2 separate regions of the Hordeum vulgare genome follow, and region 1 is linked to region 2. Evidence: chromatin contacts called from public Hi-C data. All regions are on one chromosome and are shown on one strand. Each heading gives the region's core, a stretch centred on a gene start, on an enhancer-like site or on the middle of the called end of the contact. The rest is flanking DNA. Distances are from core to core; before and after follow the strand shown. Region 1 holds the start of LOC123445040. Region 2 holds the start of LOC123445037 (OVARIAN TUMOR DOMAIN-containing deubiquitinating enzyme 4-like).

Region 1 (2,700 bases), core at 197-2,696, 360 kb before region 2:
CAATTAGGACTGAGCTCCTCCGGCTCCTCCGCCGCGTCGTCGCCGCCGCACTCGTCATTTTTGATAGCATTGGCTCGGGTACGCTGCACGGCCCACGGATCCTCCCCCCTACCTAGTAGTAGTATGAAGAACTTATGTAGTTTGATCAAGAAATGATGTAGTTTGATGAAGAACAATGTTATAGTTTGATGAATGATGTAGTAGTTGCTTTCCGCGAACCATTTTCAAATTTTACAGTTTCATATACGGGGTCTGATCTTTGACGCACGAAATGGCCCTCCAAAATTGCTCTGTAGCGACCTGTAAACCCATTTTACAGGTCACGCTCTTTTACGGGATGTGGTTGCTCGAGTATTTGCCTTCCGCTCCGCACTTAAACTGTAGTTGTTCGTCATGTGGTTGCGGTGGATCCGACGCATTGACCTGGCTGACCTACCTCCAACACCTCGAGCGACCGAGCGAACCATGTACATGATGTACTATAAGTACCTTCTAATCTTTCACGGTGGTATTCTTAATCCATCAAAGTTCATGTTCTGATGATTGCATTATTTTTACATTTATTTTATAATTTTTGAATATGCGTTTAGTTGAAGGAAACACTTCCATCAACGACGAGCCACCTACGGTGATGATTCGATCTTTTAAAAATGTTTATATAGAGATAGAATGTACATATATGATGATATGTCAACTTAGTCTTTTAAATATATTTATAGAGATAGAATGTACAGATGTGTATATTCATAAAATTGAATGTATGCCCGCTGCATTGTGTTAGAAAAAAACGCGCCATTAATTTCCCACGTGGCCTGCCAACCATAAACCGCAACCAATTTTTCCTCGATGTATGTAGCCCTCCGCCACTAAATCACAATGACAGGCGGGACCCAGAGAGCAGAAACGCCATCTGGCCCACAGTGCAGCGAGGGTCGCACACCGAAGTGTCAATGCTATAAAATAATGCCATTTCGTACACGGAACCTTTCCGCACGAGAGCGCGCAGAGAGCGAGATAAAGAGGTCAGCTCAACTGCCAACCAGACACCACCCTACGCAAAACCCCACGCTCGCTGACGCCGGGCCCCACCCGCTGTCCCCTTCCCCCGCCTCCAGGCTCCAGCAATCGCCTCGTCATAAGAGAAAAAGGCAGCGCCAATGGCATCTGGTGCTGCCCACCTAGTGCTGGCCTCGTGTGCCTCCACCACTCGCCACCTCGTCGCCTCCGCCCCCGCCTCGTCATGCCCGCCGGCGTGCTGGCCACCGTGCGGTGGTCCACCGCCTGCTCGGCGCTGCTCAACGCCGCCGCCGCCTGCACCGGCGCGGCCGTCGCCGCCCTCGCGCTCCGAGGCCGCTGCGGGGGCTCGCTCGGCCCCGCAGCAGCCGCGGCGTCTGCGGCCTCCGCGGCGAGGCTCCTCGCGTCCGCCGCGGCCGGGTTCGCGCAGGGCCTGGCGGCGAGCGCGATCGCCGCCGGCGCCATCGGGGCGCACGTCGACAGCGACCGCGACCTCCGGCATCTCTCGCGGGTAAGCTGCCCAGAGTAATGCGGCCTTGTCCTTGAGCTAGTTACAACTCGTTTACAAATCAATCAATGCGGAAATTGTGCGAGCCACTATTTCAGGAGTGTCATGAAAAAAATGGATTTTTGGAGCTACAGTACTTCACTCCGGTTTTTGTAACTGAGTGGTATCAGTAATAATGTCATGTTCATGGCCAATATTTTGGTCCAATGCTTCTATAAAAGGCAAGGGCTTTTTGTTTTGCCGGAAATAGAATTACTGTTGAGAGCCAATGGAATTACCCAATTTGCTTGTCCCAAATCACCTAGCTAAGCTAGAACTGGACTGCTTCAGGCCGGCAATATGAGAAATAGTCACAATAAGGTAGCCAAATTGAGAAGGTGACATTGTTAAAATTTGTGATCTTGTTGGATTCAGCCGGGTCAATTACTGGCAGCTTTAACATTTCAACATGTTTGGTTCAGAGCTGAAATTTAAAACATTTTTTCTGCTAAACTATGGCAAAACCATTAAAAATGCGGTGAAGAAACTGGTTGCTTGGACCTGTAGGAGTGAAACAATCAGTGGCCATACGCATCTGCCACACCCAAACATTACTTATTCTGTCAGCTAGGATATCCTAGAACGTGCTGACTACTGCGATCATTGGCCTTTCCTCTATAGAACGTAGTATCAATGCAACCAAGTCTGTCAAATATCTAACCCACCATGACAGAGTGAAAGTCGATATCTAGCTAATTTTAGCCCTCTTTTACTAATTCTTGGCAATGTTAGTTTCTTTGTCATTTTTCGGGCAAACAAGATGCCAGAAGAATGGAGATGGAGTATATTAGTACCAGTCTTCAAGAACAAGGGGGATGTTCAGAGTTGTACTAATTACCGTGGAATTAAACTGATGAGCCATACAATGAAGCTATGCGAGAGATTCATTAAGCACCGCTTAAGAAGAATGACAAGCGTGACCAAAAATCAGTTTGGTTTCATGCCTGGGAGGTCGACCATGGAAGCCATTCTCTTGGTACGACAACTTATGGAGAGATATAGGGAGCAAAAGAAGGACCTGCATATGGTGTTCATTGACTTGGAGCAGGCCTATGACAAAATACCGCGGAATGTTATGTGGTGGGCCTTGGAGAAACACAAAGTCCCAGCAAAGTACATTACCCTCATCAAGGACATGT
Region 2 (2,700 bases), core at 9-2,508:
CGACCGGAACAAGCATCTCCCGTCCCCTGTGATTCCTGAAAAACGTGAAGGGCAGCATAACTGTATAAGCTCAGTTCCCAATGTTCAGAGATGCAGATGGCCTACTCGATCAGCCTGAACACCACATCAGGATCAACCATTTGGAGAGTTTCACAGGAACAGACAGCCCCGTAAGCTTGATAGATACCCAGTTACTAGCACACATCCAAGGTAGGGTCACCCTTTTTCTTCTTTTTCATGAAGTACAGCTATGTATTGATCTTCCTTGTTGAATATATAAAAGGAGATGCATAGATGGATACCCAGTTATGCAAAGGCTGCTGCTCTAAACTAGCCATGCAGTAGTAGAGGCATACAGAGATGCTAGCAAAGTAGAGGCATCTTAACCAGCCGATTAGTTTAATACCGCTTCAAATCAGCACCTACATGTACTTTCTCCCGCTCTTTTCTCCCCTGTAGACCAGGCTCAAGATCCTACTGATCACAGAATTGCGTCACGTCATGATCATCAACAAAACACAAACCCCCTTCAGAACAATCCCACATGGCGAAAAGAAGGGGGAAAAAAAAAGCTCTCCTCCTGTGATGATCATCACCAAAACGACCCCCCTTTTTCATCTACCAAATAATCAATCAAAGCTGGAGAGGCAGAGGGGCGTACTTACGGATGGATCGCAGCGGCGGGAGCTCCCGGTCCGACATCGGCGACGACGGCGGCGGCGGTCGGCCGGCCCTCTTGCCCCCCTTCCCCCTCCTCTTCCAGGGAAAGGAGGGGAGGCAGGCGGAAGGAATAAGCAAAAAAAGCAGGAACGGAGAGCGAGAGGAATGTTATCGCTGCACACGGAACGGAACGGGAACAAAAGCGGGCGGGGTCGAGGGAATCGGGTTCGCTTTTCAGGCCCCTTTTCTCCCTGTCCCGGCCGCCGGGGTGGCGGCGTGCCGTCCGTCGCCGCCGCCGCGTCCCATCGAGCCCGCCCGCCGACGCCCACCGACGGCCGACGCACCCCCCCTCCGCGGCTGCTTGCTTGGTTTCCCGCCACGAATAACCGGGACCTCCTAATTAAATCCCCTCCGGAGCCAGCGGCGCTTCTCGGTGCTCCTCCCCTCCTTCAGAACCGGTCGACCACCAAGTGAAACTTGACGGATGGTTGGCAAAATCTCCTGCTCCTGGCAGAAGCTAGAAAGCACAATCATCCCGTGCGAGTAACGGGGCGGCACGTGATGAATGAACCCGACTCATTCGTTGGCGCTGTCAGACGCAAGCCGTGGTGGCCGGTCCTTTCTAATTTTTCTCCTTTCATGCATCCATTCAGGTCGGCCCTCGCCGTGTCAGTGTCATTTTCTTGGCGAGTCCTCCGCATCTTTTCACCCATCAACAGCGGATAATCGGTGACAGGAGAAAACGAACCCACCTGGATGAGCAAGCAGCAGGATTATCGTCGTAAGAAAGAAAAAAAAAGGATTAAATCTCCTTCACAGATCATGGGGCCCACGTGTCAGTGAGCAAGCAGAGGATCGTCGTGTCGACCAAAAGGAGAACAAACGGTTGCTTGGCTGAAATGGAGAGAAGCATCTATCTGATAACAAGGCAAGGCTATATATACATTGTACAATGTGATGCGATGACAAGGCGGCAAGAGGGGGGAAATGCCCTACATCACCCCACCGAGGAGGGGGGGAAGAAGCACTAGTCTCTTTCAACTTACTTAACCCAAACGAAGGAAGCAGCAGCCACGGCGCCAAAGTGGAAGAAGAAGCAAGAAAAGAGGGGAGATGTACAGATCCTACTGACGAGCCAGACCCCAAAAACCCTGCCTGCTGCTGCTAGCACTGGTAGAGGGAGAAGCCCCGGTTCTTCCACAGCGAGCTCAGCGTCCGCCCCAGCTTCCTCGACTTGGACTTGCACAACGGCTTCGACTCCCGGTGACACACCATCACCCCGCCGTTCCCGTTCCCGTTCCCTCCCTCCGGCGCAGCCTGCTGCTGCGGCTGCGGGACCTGCTGTTGCTGCGACGCGGCTTGTTGCCCCCCGTCACGCTGCCGCTGCTCCCGGAACAGCTTCAGCAGCTTCTGGGCCTTCTCCCGGCCCCGCCCCGTGCCGGTCGCCGAGACGGAGACCAGCGACGGCACCACGCCCTCCTGCAGCACCGGCGCGATGCACTTGTCGTCCCCCGCGCACATCGCCAGCAGGCACGACACCGCCTGCTCCTGCTCCGTCGGCTCCCCCGTGTCCAGCAGCATCGCCAGCGTGCTCACCAGCCCCGGGGTCGACATGATCTCCTTCCGACCGGCCGGGGTCGCCGCGAGGCTGATGGCCACCGCCAGGGCCTTCTCCGTCCATCCGATGCCTTCCGACACCGAGGAGTCCGTCAAGAGCGTGTGGAGCGCGTCCACGATGCCGGCCGACAGGAGCGACGGGATGCTGGCCTGGTGGGTGGAGAGGTTGTACAGCGTGTAGAGGGCGTCATGCTTGCAGGAGCTGGCTTTCGGGTCGCTGGCGTCGTGGTTGTACAGCCGGTCCACTAGGAATGGCACGGCTTGGGTGGAAGCGATCACGCTCTTTGCATCGGTGAGGCAGGAAAGGTTAAGGTAGAGCGCCGTGGCTGCAGCAGCTAGGCGTGGATTCGACGTCATCTGCTCAAGTAGTTCCACTATTCCAGCAGACAACAGAAGTCCCTTGTTTCTGAAATAAACAAGCAT

What was found. Hi-C and Micro-C count contacts between places; a contact is called where the count stands out from the background.
Region 1: a Hi-C map of leaf shows a contact between it and region 2, with 4 times the contacts expected there. The contact joins the promoter of LOC123445040 here to the promoter of LOC123445037 in region 2. A contact is called at or near these places in 3 of 6 Hi-C or Micro-C datasets (leaf and seedling).

What each region holds. Positions count from the first base shown.
Region 1 is chr3H:558,709,527-558,712,226 of MorexV3_pseudomolecules_assembly, reverse strand. LOC123445040 reads left to right here and starts at 1,446. Exons shown (of 13, transcript XM_045121956.1): 1 at 1,446-1,525.
Region 2 is chr3H:558,344,663-558,347,362 of MorexV3_pseudomolecules_assembly, reverse strand. It overlaps LOC123445037 (OVARIAN TUMOR DOMAIN-containing deubiquitinating enzyme 4-like), which reads right to left and starts at 1,258. Exons shown (of 6, transcript XM_045121953.1): 1 at 666-1,258; 2 at 1-35. The coding sequence starts at 702. It overlaps LOC123445035 (U-box domain-containing protein 45-like), which reads right to left. Exons shown (of 6, transcript XM_045121951.1): 6 at 1,551-2,683. The coding sequence ends at 1,825.